Regions from separate parts of the Mus musculus genome. Here region 2 is linked to region 1. The links are chromatin contacts, called in public Hi-C maps. All regions are on one chromosome and are shown on one strand. The core of a region is the stretch at or near the end of the contact, and the rest is flanking DNA. Distances in the headings are between cores, read along the strand shown. Region 1 overlaps Hpse2 (heparanase 2). Region 2 overlaps Hpse2 (heparanase 2).

Region 1 (6,032 bases), core at 373-2,872:
GAGGAGAAAAGAAGCGAGTCCTGTTCACTGGGCATGCAGCCCAGTGCTCTGGCCATGGACGGAGGCAGCCTGGGTTCCAGCGATTGATCCCACAGCCAAGGCTGCCCTTCTCTCAGCAGCAGTAGGCTCCCACAAAGAAGGCTACACATGGAAAAGTCTTTGTTAGGGCCCCTAATGACAGGATTGAATTTCACATCACAGCTATCCCTAAACAGGTACACTTGGATTCTTTCATGTTCCTGATGGATCCCACGGGAAAGAAAAGAGAGAGAAGAAAGGTCACACTAAGAAACAGGTCATAGGCTAGTGTGTCTGGGTTTGCTCCTCCCCTGCCACACCACCCCCAGGTTCTTAGCTTTTGAGTTCTTCAATTTCACACACCCTGTGTGGCCATGGGACAGCAATGGGAAAAACTTGCTGGTGATAATTATTCATAATCCATCTACCATGACTCACTGGAAATCGAGTGCTTCTGTATATGTTACTGCTTGTGTTTGGATGCTCTTCCCCCAGCCCAAACGGGCCACTTGCTGAGGATCTCCCAAAACCCTTCCTGGGTATCCTTGCTGCCTCCATCAGTCAGACTTTTGTTTTCTTTCCTATCCTTTAAAATGGCTTTTGCCATGGTCCCTTTTAATCTATTTAACATCTGTTTGTATCTGTGGTGCCAGCTTCTTAAAGTCAGACTGTGCTGCCTCCAGCACAGCGTTCAGCAATATGACGAGTGTGATATGTGATATGTGATATGACGAGTGTGATAAGTCCCCGGGAGTAAATGGAACATACAGAGGTGGGGATTGATATTAACTTGGATATTTTAAAGGCAGACTTTAATTCAGCCACAATCGTTAAAAATAAAGAACTCCTTTTTCAGATTAAAAAAAAAAGCAGTATTATTGATTACAGCAACAAGAGGTCTACAAAGAAGGAATAAAATGTGCGGGCAATTGTCTCGCTCTGAGATATAGTCCCATCCAATAATTTTCCATACTTCATGTAAATGCAAAATCAAAATTGTATGCTTTAAATGATTCTCTAAAGTATACTGACAATGACTTGTGGAGGTTCACAGGTGAGGTAGTTTATCCTCACTTCAGCTCAATCAAAGGGAAGCCAGAACCCAAAGACACACTTCATTAATGGTAGAGCTCGGACCCACCAATCTTGTCTCAGGCCTAGGCTGTGCTGCTCCCGGGCTGGGTGGTTCAAGTCTCAGTGTATCCAGCGGCACTGGGGTGTGGGTTTGTGATGAGGTCTTTCTCCTGAAGAAAGGCTACCCTGAGCGGATCCCGTGTTTGCATCTAAGCCATGCTGTGCCTAGGGGTAACCATCTCCAGCATCTTAAAAGGGGAAAAAGAAAGATGGGTTCCTTAACAAAAAGCGTGTTCTTAGAATTAAATGACAGGCTAGCCAAGTATGCCAGACTGGCAATAGTAAAAGGCAGAGCTTCATTCCAAAAGCTAAATGACATCTGAACAGTGACCGTTTGGCTCTGAATATGTTGCTATGGTGACTGCAACCATAGGTTTAATTTCATTATAGGATTCTGAGCAGTGCTCTAACCCATGACTGACAATTATACTCCAGAACAATGTAGACAGAGAGTGCTCTACCGATGTGCACAGGGCTGTCAAGTATTTGCTGTTACTCATCAGGATAATAAGCAGAGATGAGTGCTGCTAGCACACAGCTGCCCCACTATGGCCAGGTTGGACATGTTACACGCCTGATAGAGCTCTTTACACTGGTCTCTAAGCAAGACTGAGCTGTAGTCTCGCAAACACACAGTGGGTTACTAACTCTGCAGATGGGAGACCATGTCTTATTTATATGTATATCCACACAATGGTGATAGAACTCCGAGCTCACTTTTCTAAATTGAATTATATCTGTGTGAAGACTCCTTTTGCTGTCCTAGCGTGGGAGCTAGGAAGATGCTGACTAGTAATTCCCCATTCCTCTCCCTGAAAGCTCTGTAAATCACACTTAAAAAAAGCAACAAGCTGAATTCCAAAACCCTCTTGGAGGAGAAGTGCCCGGGCTGGTGGGTCTGGCCTCTGTCCACTGAATGTACACAAACACCGGCTACTCCCGAGGGAGCTCACAACCGATTGCTTAGCTGTGGAGACTCACTTGTCCCTTCTTTCCCAGTGGCAGGTCATCAGGGGAAAGGGCGGAGCCTGTGACAACACATGGGCATGGCGTAACTAACATGTGCTCTTTTCCTCAGGAAGACAGGCTCACGGCAGAAGGAGGTGCCACTTTGCTAGCAGAAAGCTACAGAGGAACAAGGGATGTGGCTGAAAAGTTATTTCCTGAGCAAAACAGCAGAGTAGAACCATTCTCATTCTGCTCCTCGCCTTCCCCCTTTCCCTTCTTCACCCCACCTTTTTGAACTTTTGTTGTAAAAGAGAAGACTTCAGGTCCAGCAGAAACGGACCCACAGATACAGAGATGCCCCTAGGTGCTGTCCTCAAGTCCTCCTCCATTATCATCAGCTCTCACCATCATCAGTGTCAGAGTGGAGCCTTCACACTTGGTGACCTTCCATCAGTGACATGGAAAGTCCACACTTCACAGTAGGGTTTATCTGTGGTGCCCATTCTGTGGTTTGGGATTGGCACAGAAGCAACCCACTGTTTAGTATCATTCAGAATAGTTTCCCTGCCCTAAAATCTTCTGTTTCTCTCCCTCACCCTAACTCCTAGAAACCATGTTCACAGTGCTGTCCTATCCTGCTATTGTCTCTTACCTTTGACAGGTACTACTGGAACAGGCCTGCCAGAGCGGGACAGTGGAAAGGTGAAAAGTTAAAGACAAGGGGGAAGGGTGGTGTGGGACGTGGCCTGAGGGGCCCTGAGGCCCAGAGGCTTGCCATCTCTGGATTTACTCAAGAGCACCAGCAAAGCAGAAAAAATTTGCTAATAAGATTCTTTCCTGAAATATACTAAGTTGGGTTTGAATGAATGGGAGTACAAAAACCATATTTTTCCGGGAGAAACTCAAGTACAATTAAGTAGAGCTCTAATCTCTTAAACTCTCCTGAAGAAGCAGCATGGTACAAAGCCCACAGGTTGTTACTGGCATTGTTTAGCTATCAGTTCCACAGCTGTCTGACATGGTGACCAATATGATCCTCAAGTCCAGCTCCATTCCCCATCTTTGGGCCCAGTCAGCAATTCTGGCCTGTCTTGTAAATTCTTTCCAGGGGACACTAGGACACTCTCGCAGCTGTGGAGTTTTCTACTTATAAGGTACAGCATTTGCTATGAGGCGAGATAAAGAAGGAGCTTGCTACCTTGTGAGCGCTTTTACATATGCTTTCCTTATCACAGCCTCATGTCTCTGGACCTGCAGCTGCCCCGCTCACTTGGGCCTTTGTGCTGCATCCCTGGACACAGTTAAGGGATCTTAGAGGCTTATGTGAGCTCTGGGGCCATCAGGTGTCAGCTGAGGATTTCTGTGCTCTGCTTTTAAAGAAAGTAACGGGCAGTTACTCCTATTTGGGGAGAATAAAGCCATGAAAGTTTGTGTCTTAAGTGTCCAAAGCCATGGTCCTGGGCAGTCACACAGATGCGTGGTAAGATACCCAGGTGGTCCTATCCTGGAAAGGAGGCCTGTTTAGTCTTCCAACACCCATCTTGCACCAGCTTGTCTCCTTTGCTCCTGTTTATCGCCAGACCCAAGTCAAGGGCAGAATTTGCCTCAGGCATAACAAAGACACCTACATGAGCACTTAGGGAAATAGCGCTGCACAGCAGAGAGAAAGTAGGATTCAGAGCTAGAAAACCCCGGGGGTCCTGGCTACTGTGACTTCTCTGACCTCAGGAACCTGAGCTGACATCACAGCTATTGTCCACACTCCTTTAGCTCTCTATTTTTTCAGGAAAGTTAATAAAGTCATATTTACCTCGGTAGGCTTTATTTAGAGCAGTTATGATAAACTACAATGATCTCATACTCATTTTCCATTTCTCGCCACAATACACAGGATCTCTGTCCTTCTGGCTCAATGCAGAGATCTGGCCAGGAATTATAGTAAGCAAATGGGATGCAAAGAAGATGAGTGAATGAGGTTTGAATGAAGGAAGGGAAGAAGAAAAAAGGAAGGACTGGAGTTTTGCTGATACACCAAATAAAATTAAATAAACATAGAAAACAATCTTGACCTGTTAAGTGTGACCTTCACTGATAAAAGCGGTGCTGTGCATTGAGGAAGCGTGAGGACTTCCATGATCAAAGCTCCCCAGGGATTTTTTCTCACTACTTCTAGTACATCTGACTCCCGCCTACTTCACATCTATGCAGTCTCCTCCTTCCTTCCAGCCTCTGGCACATGTGACCCTGCGTCTCTGGACGTGCTGAGTTAGTTCCTGCCATGAAATGTTTCTGTTAGTCTCTGCCTTGCTTAAAAAGCTGTGTGACGCCTGCTTACCTAGCTTCTTACCATCAGTTGTCTCTTTCCTTACCTGTCACATGGTAATAAAAGCCCTTCCTGTATCCACATCTAGGAGTCTAGATGTATAATAGAATAATAACATTCTACTATTTATTTATTCATTGTTGTTTCTTCCCTGACTCCTGCTTCTCAAAAACAAAACAAAACAAAAAACAAAACAAAACAAAAACCAACCAACCAACCAACTAACCAAAAAAACCCTTTCATTTATTCCAAATAGAAAACATGATCTATATTTGTTTGATACTTATACCTTGGAGATAATTTTCTAATTATTTTGGCTTATTTACACAAATTAAATCTCTATAGTTCTAAGCAGAAAACTCTCACCCCTCCTTTCTACCTCAGCCTCGCGTACAGACTTCAAGACTTACTCTCGCTCTGTGAATAAAAACAATGTGCCAATTGGTTTCAATTTTGAGACTTGAAAATGATATTTTTGTGGGCCACACTATTCCTGTTCTATGCCTCTTGACTTGGGGGTTGGCAAAGAAAAAGTTGGGTGGAAATAGGTAACTGAAGCAAATGACAGGAACAGGAGCTCATGCCCTATTCCGGTTTACTCCCAGGGCCCTCAAGGCAGCCTTAACTCAAGGCCCAGGCTCTGGTCCAGGGCTGGTGTTATACCCCATTCCGTCTCACCCTCAGTGTCCTTGTCCAATAAAGCAGATACATTATCTCAAAGGGCAGCCACAGGCATGGGAAAAGAGTCTGGCCTTCCACCAGGACCACGATGTGATACCTGTGTAAGGAACCATCTGTATGATATTTCTAAGGAAAAAAGCAAACACCAGCTTTTCTGAGCTGAGATTTCCCTGATGATGTAGCAGGTCACTCAGAACTATGCCTTGGGGCAAATCTTCATTGTCACATAGGGGTCAACATCTAACTTCATCCCTTCCCTAAGAGATGGATGGGCGCCTGTTGAATCTGATCTTGGTGAACACCCCATCTGCTTTCAACATGCTGCATCTGACGTTAGCTAATGCCTCTTATTAGCATTAAAAGAAAACAATCTGGAAAAATTCACTCTCAAGCAGAGTTCAAACAGGCCACAAGTAGATGTGGAATCTTAATTGTACAAAGTTTGCTAAAGTAATAGTAATAAATTTATACATTATACACATATAAATGTATGTACATATATGTATGTGTGTGTCTGTGTAGGTGCTGTGTGTAAGAGAGGTGGTGGAGCCAAAAGCCCATGGAATGGTTCATGAAATCAAAGACAAGAATGCTCCATCTGATTTATGAAAGAGACTTCCAATAGCAAAAGAAGAAAAAAAATCTCCTAGTGTGGAAAAAGGCATGATCAAAAGAACCAAATGATATGGAAAGGAATTGGGAATCTTTATCCAGCACTTACTGGTAATGGGTTAAAATTCTGGTCCACCAGATGGTTGTATCCGTGGTCGAAAAATGAATGTCGTATCACGACATCAATGCCCTGATTGGCCAACATTCCTAAAGTGTTTAGCCATCTAAAAGAAAAAGAGAGAAAAAAAGCCACATCAGCACATTTTAAAATGGCATCTAACAAGCACTGTGAAGATTAGCTACAGCACACAAATAA
Region 2 (5,396 bases), core at 2,060-4,559, 110 kb before region 1:
AATCAACTGACTGGCAGTTTGTTTCTGGGTCCTTGGGCAGCTGCCCGTCCTCCACTCTCAGGCTGGTGGTGAGGGGTCCTCAGGTCTGCCTGGCTGTTTCCTTTTCTAACCCGTGGATGAGGCTCTCTTAGCTTCGCCCTCCCTCCTTTCTCTATGTGGAGTGATTCGTGGCTTTGTCCCTCACAGTGCTGCGGAGGTGTAAGGCAGGAAATCAACATTTCTTTTTGGGAGGAATAAGTAAATGGTCTTTGAGACCCTTTGCAAAATTTCTAGGCTTCCCCCATTAGTTTCTGTGCCCTAGAGAGGCTCCCTGGAGGTTTGCAGAGAGTGCCTTCATAGATTCTATTAACTAGCAATTACTCTGCCTCTCAGTGGAGATGTTAGATAAGATCTGAATTATCGATGTTTCTCACACTCACCAGACACCTTATTCCCACTTGATGGGAGGGCATTGATCACTGCTAGTGTTTTTCATCAAAAAAAAGAGAGGAAGGAAGGAAGGAAGGAAGAAGGAAGGAAGGAAAGAAAGAAGGAAAAGAAGAGAGAAGAAAGGAAAAGAAAAGAAAAGAAAAGAAAAGAAAAGAAAAGAAAAGAAAAGAAGAAAGAAAAATGAAGAGTAGAGATCTGTATGGAGGTCTCCTGGCTTTGTGGGCGAGGCTGTTTGAGACCTTGAGTCCTCACAGTCTTTATCCTTTTCCTCTGTTAAGAGAGGGACAATGTGCTTTAGCACCGCTTTTGTCCTCTTCTCTCTGCTTATGTTTGTTTGTTTGTTTTTAATATTTATCACCCAGTGAAATCACATCATGCTAAAGGCAACACCGTCCTTCAGCTGTATACAGAGAGGAATCGGCACGTTTGCAATCCAATCAGTGCTGAAAGAAAGGGTCATGGATTGTGAAACACTTTGGTGTGAAAGGCAGGATTCTTGGATTTGCTTTGCCTGGGCTCATTCAATCCAGGCATGCAGCAGCCTTGTGTTCCACATGAACAAAGTCTAGAGGGCCTAAAACTTATCTGAGTCACAGAGCCAGGAAGAGGCAGGCCTGGTACGTGCAGGGATTCCCTTCGTGACAGGGCTAAAGCCCCCGTGCAATATGAAAACTTTGTTATTTTTGTAACAGCACACTGAGACCTGGTCAGAGAGGTTAAGTGGCATCGGCAGGGTCACAGAACTAATAAGCAGGTAAGCCAGGGCTGTCGCTGACTGCCTCCTCCTATTTCATGTTGTCTGCCTGAGTTTCGGGTGGTGCTCGCCAGATCTCATTTCTTTCTTTGCCGTTCTTATCATCCTGTCTTTATCACCATCTTCCTCCATGGGTCATGACTTTTCAACAGAACACTAAGTGGCCCAGCCAAAGCTGAGCTATCTCTCTTAGATTCCCAGTTTCCGTGAATTGCCGAGGGTATCTAAACTATCCAAATATTGGGACAACTGTGTTTTATTGCCTTTTGTTTTTACAGAGTTTGAGTTACTTTCCAATTTCTAAACCTGTTTTCTCAGTTTTATGTGTTAATTGAAATGGGATTCTATGTGTCAATTCAGAGTCAAGCCCTCTGACCCTCCAGTTCTTCGTGGGAGCATCGTGGCCCGGCCACTCCACCCCCATTGCTTGCCTGCAATGTCTGCTCCTCACGTCTTATGGTTCTCAGTAGTCATGAGCGTCTAAGTAGGGGTCTGACTCTTCTTAGGTCCCAGGATAGAACGTCTAACGACCGTATCCTTTTGCAACCTTGTCTCTCTCTGTGTCTGCGCATGCTTTTATGGGGTTGTTTTTAACAGAAGCACACTCCGGAGCTGGTGTCTGGTTTTGACTGGCATTTTGGGGGGCCTTGAAGGGAAGATGAAAAAGACCTCAGATCTACCTTAGACACTGAGTTTAGGTTTCTCCAGAGGATGGAGTAACAGATAGATCGGATGAACCTGAGGTCTCCTTTGTCCTGTTTGTCAGCCAGGCTGCCCAGACCTAACAGCTAGCCTAAGGCAAAGTTCACTATTTAATTTAGAATGATCCTGAACAAACAGAAATCTGAGCGTGCCATTCACCTGTCTAAACGTTCACTGGCTTCTAGAACATCATCTGCATTCCCCGAAGCCCGCCCTTTTATCAACACCTCCAGCTCCTTAGAGGCTCATTCTAACTTCCGCCCTTTCTAGTCCCTGTCTACCACTTCCTTCGCCCTGTGCTGCAACTTCTCTGGTTAGTTTTTCTAATCTCAGGGCTCTTCTGTCTTTGCTGTTTCCATTGTCTGGAACTTCCTCCACATGCTGCTGTGTCTTCTTTAAAGACTGATTTTCAATTTTTGCGTGCATGGAGGGGGTGATATTTACACACTAATGCAGCCCCTATGGAGGCCAGAAGAGGGCATTGGAGTCCCCGGAGCCAGGGCTACAGGAGATTGGAAACTACTCAGCGTGCGTGCTGGGAATCAAACTGGGTCCTCTGCAAGAACAGAACCTGTTCTTAACTGCTGAATTCTCTCTCCAGCCCCTGACTCTTTTCTTGATGGTCTTGCTTGTTCTTTATATCATGTACAAGTGCCCCTCGAAAGTGTCCCATAATTCCTTGCACTTCTTGGGCCTGGACTTGGATTGTAAAATTCTGTCTGCTTGTCCTCACCCCTGATAGGAGGGCTGATGACCATCACGTTCTTTATTCTCTTATCTATCCACATCTGATACAGCTTATATTACAAGAAACATTAAAGTCAGAACTACAATTGAGAAGGGGGGACAACAGACCGCAAGTCCAGAAGCTGAATTCTGTCTAGATTTCAGACATTAAACGTGTCGGTCTAGATAGGTTTCCGGTCACTTCCCGTAGGCTTCTAGATTGTAAATAATGCGACTGACAGCAAGAGAGGAGTAGGGTCAGGAGACAGAACAAATAAGAATTTTATGTGTTAATGTGCACAGTTGCTCTCTCCTAGCCCGACGCTAATTTTCGGCCACTAGGGGGCACTCTTGTTCTATACAACAGCGAGGGGAGCGTCAGACTGCAGGGTTGCTCCCAGGAAGCCGAACTAGTCCTCTAGTCCCTGCTGTCCTCACCCCATCTCCCCAAGGCCGGGAGGTGTACCTAGCGCTTAGTGTGTCAAAGAAACAAATCTTAGTATCAATCAAACCCAAACCCAAACTGCACTGTGGCCCCCTTGGCAGGGGCTCCGTCTGGAGTGGGGCCCAATTTTAAGGAAGAGCGCGAAGCAGGGATGCAGTTCCTGGGCGGTGAGAGCTTCCCAGCCGGATTGCCTAGGGGGATCCCGCCGCAGGTGCGGAGTCGCTGGCCCCGGCGCCAGGCTCTCCCGGGTTCTGGGTCCCCCGCCGCCCCCGGCCGCACCTGTTAGTGCAGCTTCCTGAGCTGGGCTGGGAAACTGGTGTGTGCAGCTGCCCTGCCCTCCTCCAGGTCAGGCCCAGGTTAGAGTCGGAGGGGCCCAGCCAGGTTTCAGGACCGTGGGTTTGCGTCCCTTCTGCTCTAGGAGAGGCAGAGGAAAGGAAATTCCTTTCACATGGCCCTGAGTAATGCCGATGCATCGGTGATGGTGGCCAAGGCTTCATGAGTTTTCTTATGATTCTTTTGATTCAGGCAAGGCTCTGGATCCCCTCGGAGCGCTCCTATTTCTCAATGATCTTTTTTTCAATTGCGACCTAACGCTTCCTTCCCTAGGCTCCCTTCCTTTCTTCATCCTCAGTAGTTCGTACTTAGCTGTCTGGCTTTTTCCTCCCACAGCAGTTCAGGAACGGGACTGGCTGGGCTGCTACAGAGAGGAGACCAGAAGAGACAGGAAAGACTGGGAAGAAAACGTCCCGTCCCGTTCCCCTCAATCCTCTGGGGTGAAGCTTTACTGCTTGAAGCTCATCCAACTCTGCATCCTGCCCATGAAGGGCACACCGAGGGTCTGAACGGCTTTGATCTAGCTTTTCCAAATGCCTACTAGCACTGTTTCACGTGGCACAGGGGAAGCTCACAGGTTCAGTGCCAGGGATATAGATGGACTTTTTCTGTATGTAGCAGATTGGGGGGGGCATGATTTGAATGGTGTCCCATCTAAATCTGCACAACCGGATTCCACCATGTGCATCCAATGCCTTAAAATAACTTAGCACACATGGCAGACAAGATGAGCACCCAGCTAAGGAACCTAGATTTTTACTGATATTGCTGACTTCCACCTGGTGAGAGACTCATCTGGGGGGCAGTTTTAAAAGAAAATTTAATCCTGCAACCATCTCAAAGCTCCATGTCATAGGCATATCACACTCAAACCACAGGACACAATTGAAACCAGAAACAGAAACTACAGCGCCATGACTCCACAGCTAACTGTGTCTTATTCTCATTGTAAAGAGCAGTTGCCACAGTCACCAAGTGGTAATTAAGGGGAATTACTCATATCTGCATGGTTCGCTGTGATGTAAAGTTAATTACAACAGACTTAGGCTTTGCCCACCAAGCCAAAAAAGTCACTAGAGCATGCAAATGTGTGGCCAAACACACTGTAATAAACACATTATATAGAAAAACACAAATCGAAGGAAAATCAAATTTAGCCCGGATTTCAACAGTTTCTGTGGTCTAGTGCTAGTGTATCTTTGTGGCCTTTCTCCTCACCCCACAGGCGTCCCATATTCTAGTCCTTTGTGAGATTTGCCACCTCCAGGGCAAAATGAGCCTTGAACTTGTGTACTTCCAAACCTCTGTAAGCTTATCTTGCAGCCTCAAATGGCCTCCCATACTACAAGCCTTTCCTCGAAGCATGGCTTTCTGGGTAAACATAGTGGCTTTAGACTTTTCCAGATCCCAAGCCAGAGCTCTCTCCTTTCCTCCGGCTTCCAGGCTCCTGTGTTGTTCTTAGAGTCCTTTCTGTCTCAGAGGTAATGCATCCGTTGTGGAGACCGAGGCATCTTTCCCCAGCCCTACTTGTGTGAAGCAGGTAGAGGCAGTGTGGGGCAAGAAAATTCCCTGTATGGCAGAGTGCAAGTAGTGTGGAGAGTTTTTCCAAATATAAGTATAAGTTAATCTATAAGCCACACTTGAAGTAGGCTGATGACTTTATGGTCATGGCTCCCTGGATACTTCTTGAAATCCATTAAAGCAAGTAGAGAAATATCTCCATTTTATTGGCTTTTGACAGTGCTCTGTGTATCACATCAGCACTCTGTATGACCTTCTGAGGAAAAAGAATAAGATGTTCTATAGATGTCAAAGGGCAATATGTGCCATAACTCTCAGCCATTCAGGTAAACAGAAGCATGGAAGGTGTGGTCTTCAGTGGTTGCTGGTGTTTGGCAGCCAGGAGACAGGTTTGTGCTGTAGGCTCTGTAGGTGGAATAGACCACCTCTTGACTCCAAGAAACATGGGTTCAGGACTCAAGCCCATCAGCAGGAATGAACAGGAGT

The links. A called contact is a pair of places that touch in the nucleus more often than the background predicts.
Region 2: a Hi-C map of the N1E-115 cell line shows a contact between it and region 1, with 13 times the contacts expected there. The contact joins two enhancer-like sites. A contact is called at or near these places in 11 of 484 Hi-C or Micro-C datasets (the N1E-115 cell line, cerebral cortex, cortical neurons and 6 more), 4 of 115 datasets of contacts at active chromatin or transcription factors (cardiomyocytes, embryonic stem cells and stem cell-derived neural progenitor cells) and 1 of 9 other capture datasets (embryonic stem cells).

What each region holds. Positions count from the first base shown.
Region 1 is chr19:42,902,794-42,908,825 of GRCm38.p6, forward strand. It overlaps Hpse2 (heparanase 2), which reads right to left. Exons shown (of 12, transcript NM_001081257.2): 9 at 5,826-5,940. Among named protein-coding and RNA genes, the nearest start is that of Hps1, 130 kb to the left of the region's middle. Within about 2 kb of position 1,623, at least 12 of the 459 cell types and tissues checked have an H3K27ac peak or open chromatin away from gene starts, as enhancers often do. A contact at or near this core is called in the N1E-115 cell line, where this site is marked.
Region 2 is chr19:42,792,127-42,797,522 of GRCm38.p6, forward strand. All of the region lies in intron 11 of Hpse2 (heparanase 2), which reads right to left. Among named protein-coding and RNA genes, the nearest start is that of Hps1, 15 kb to the left of the region's middle. Within about 2 kb of position 3,310, at least 57 of the 459 cell types and tissues checked have an H3K27ac peak or open chromatin away from gene starts, as enhancers often do. A contact at or near this core is called in the N1E-115 cell line, where this site is marked.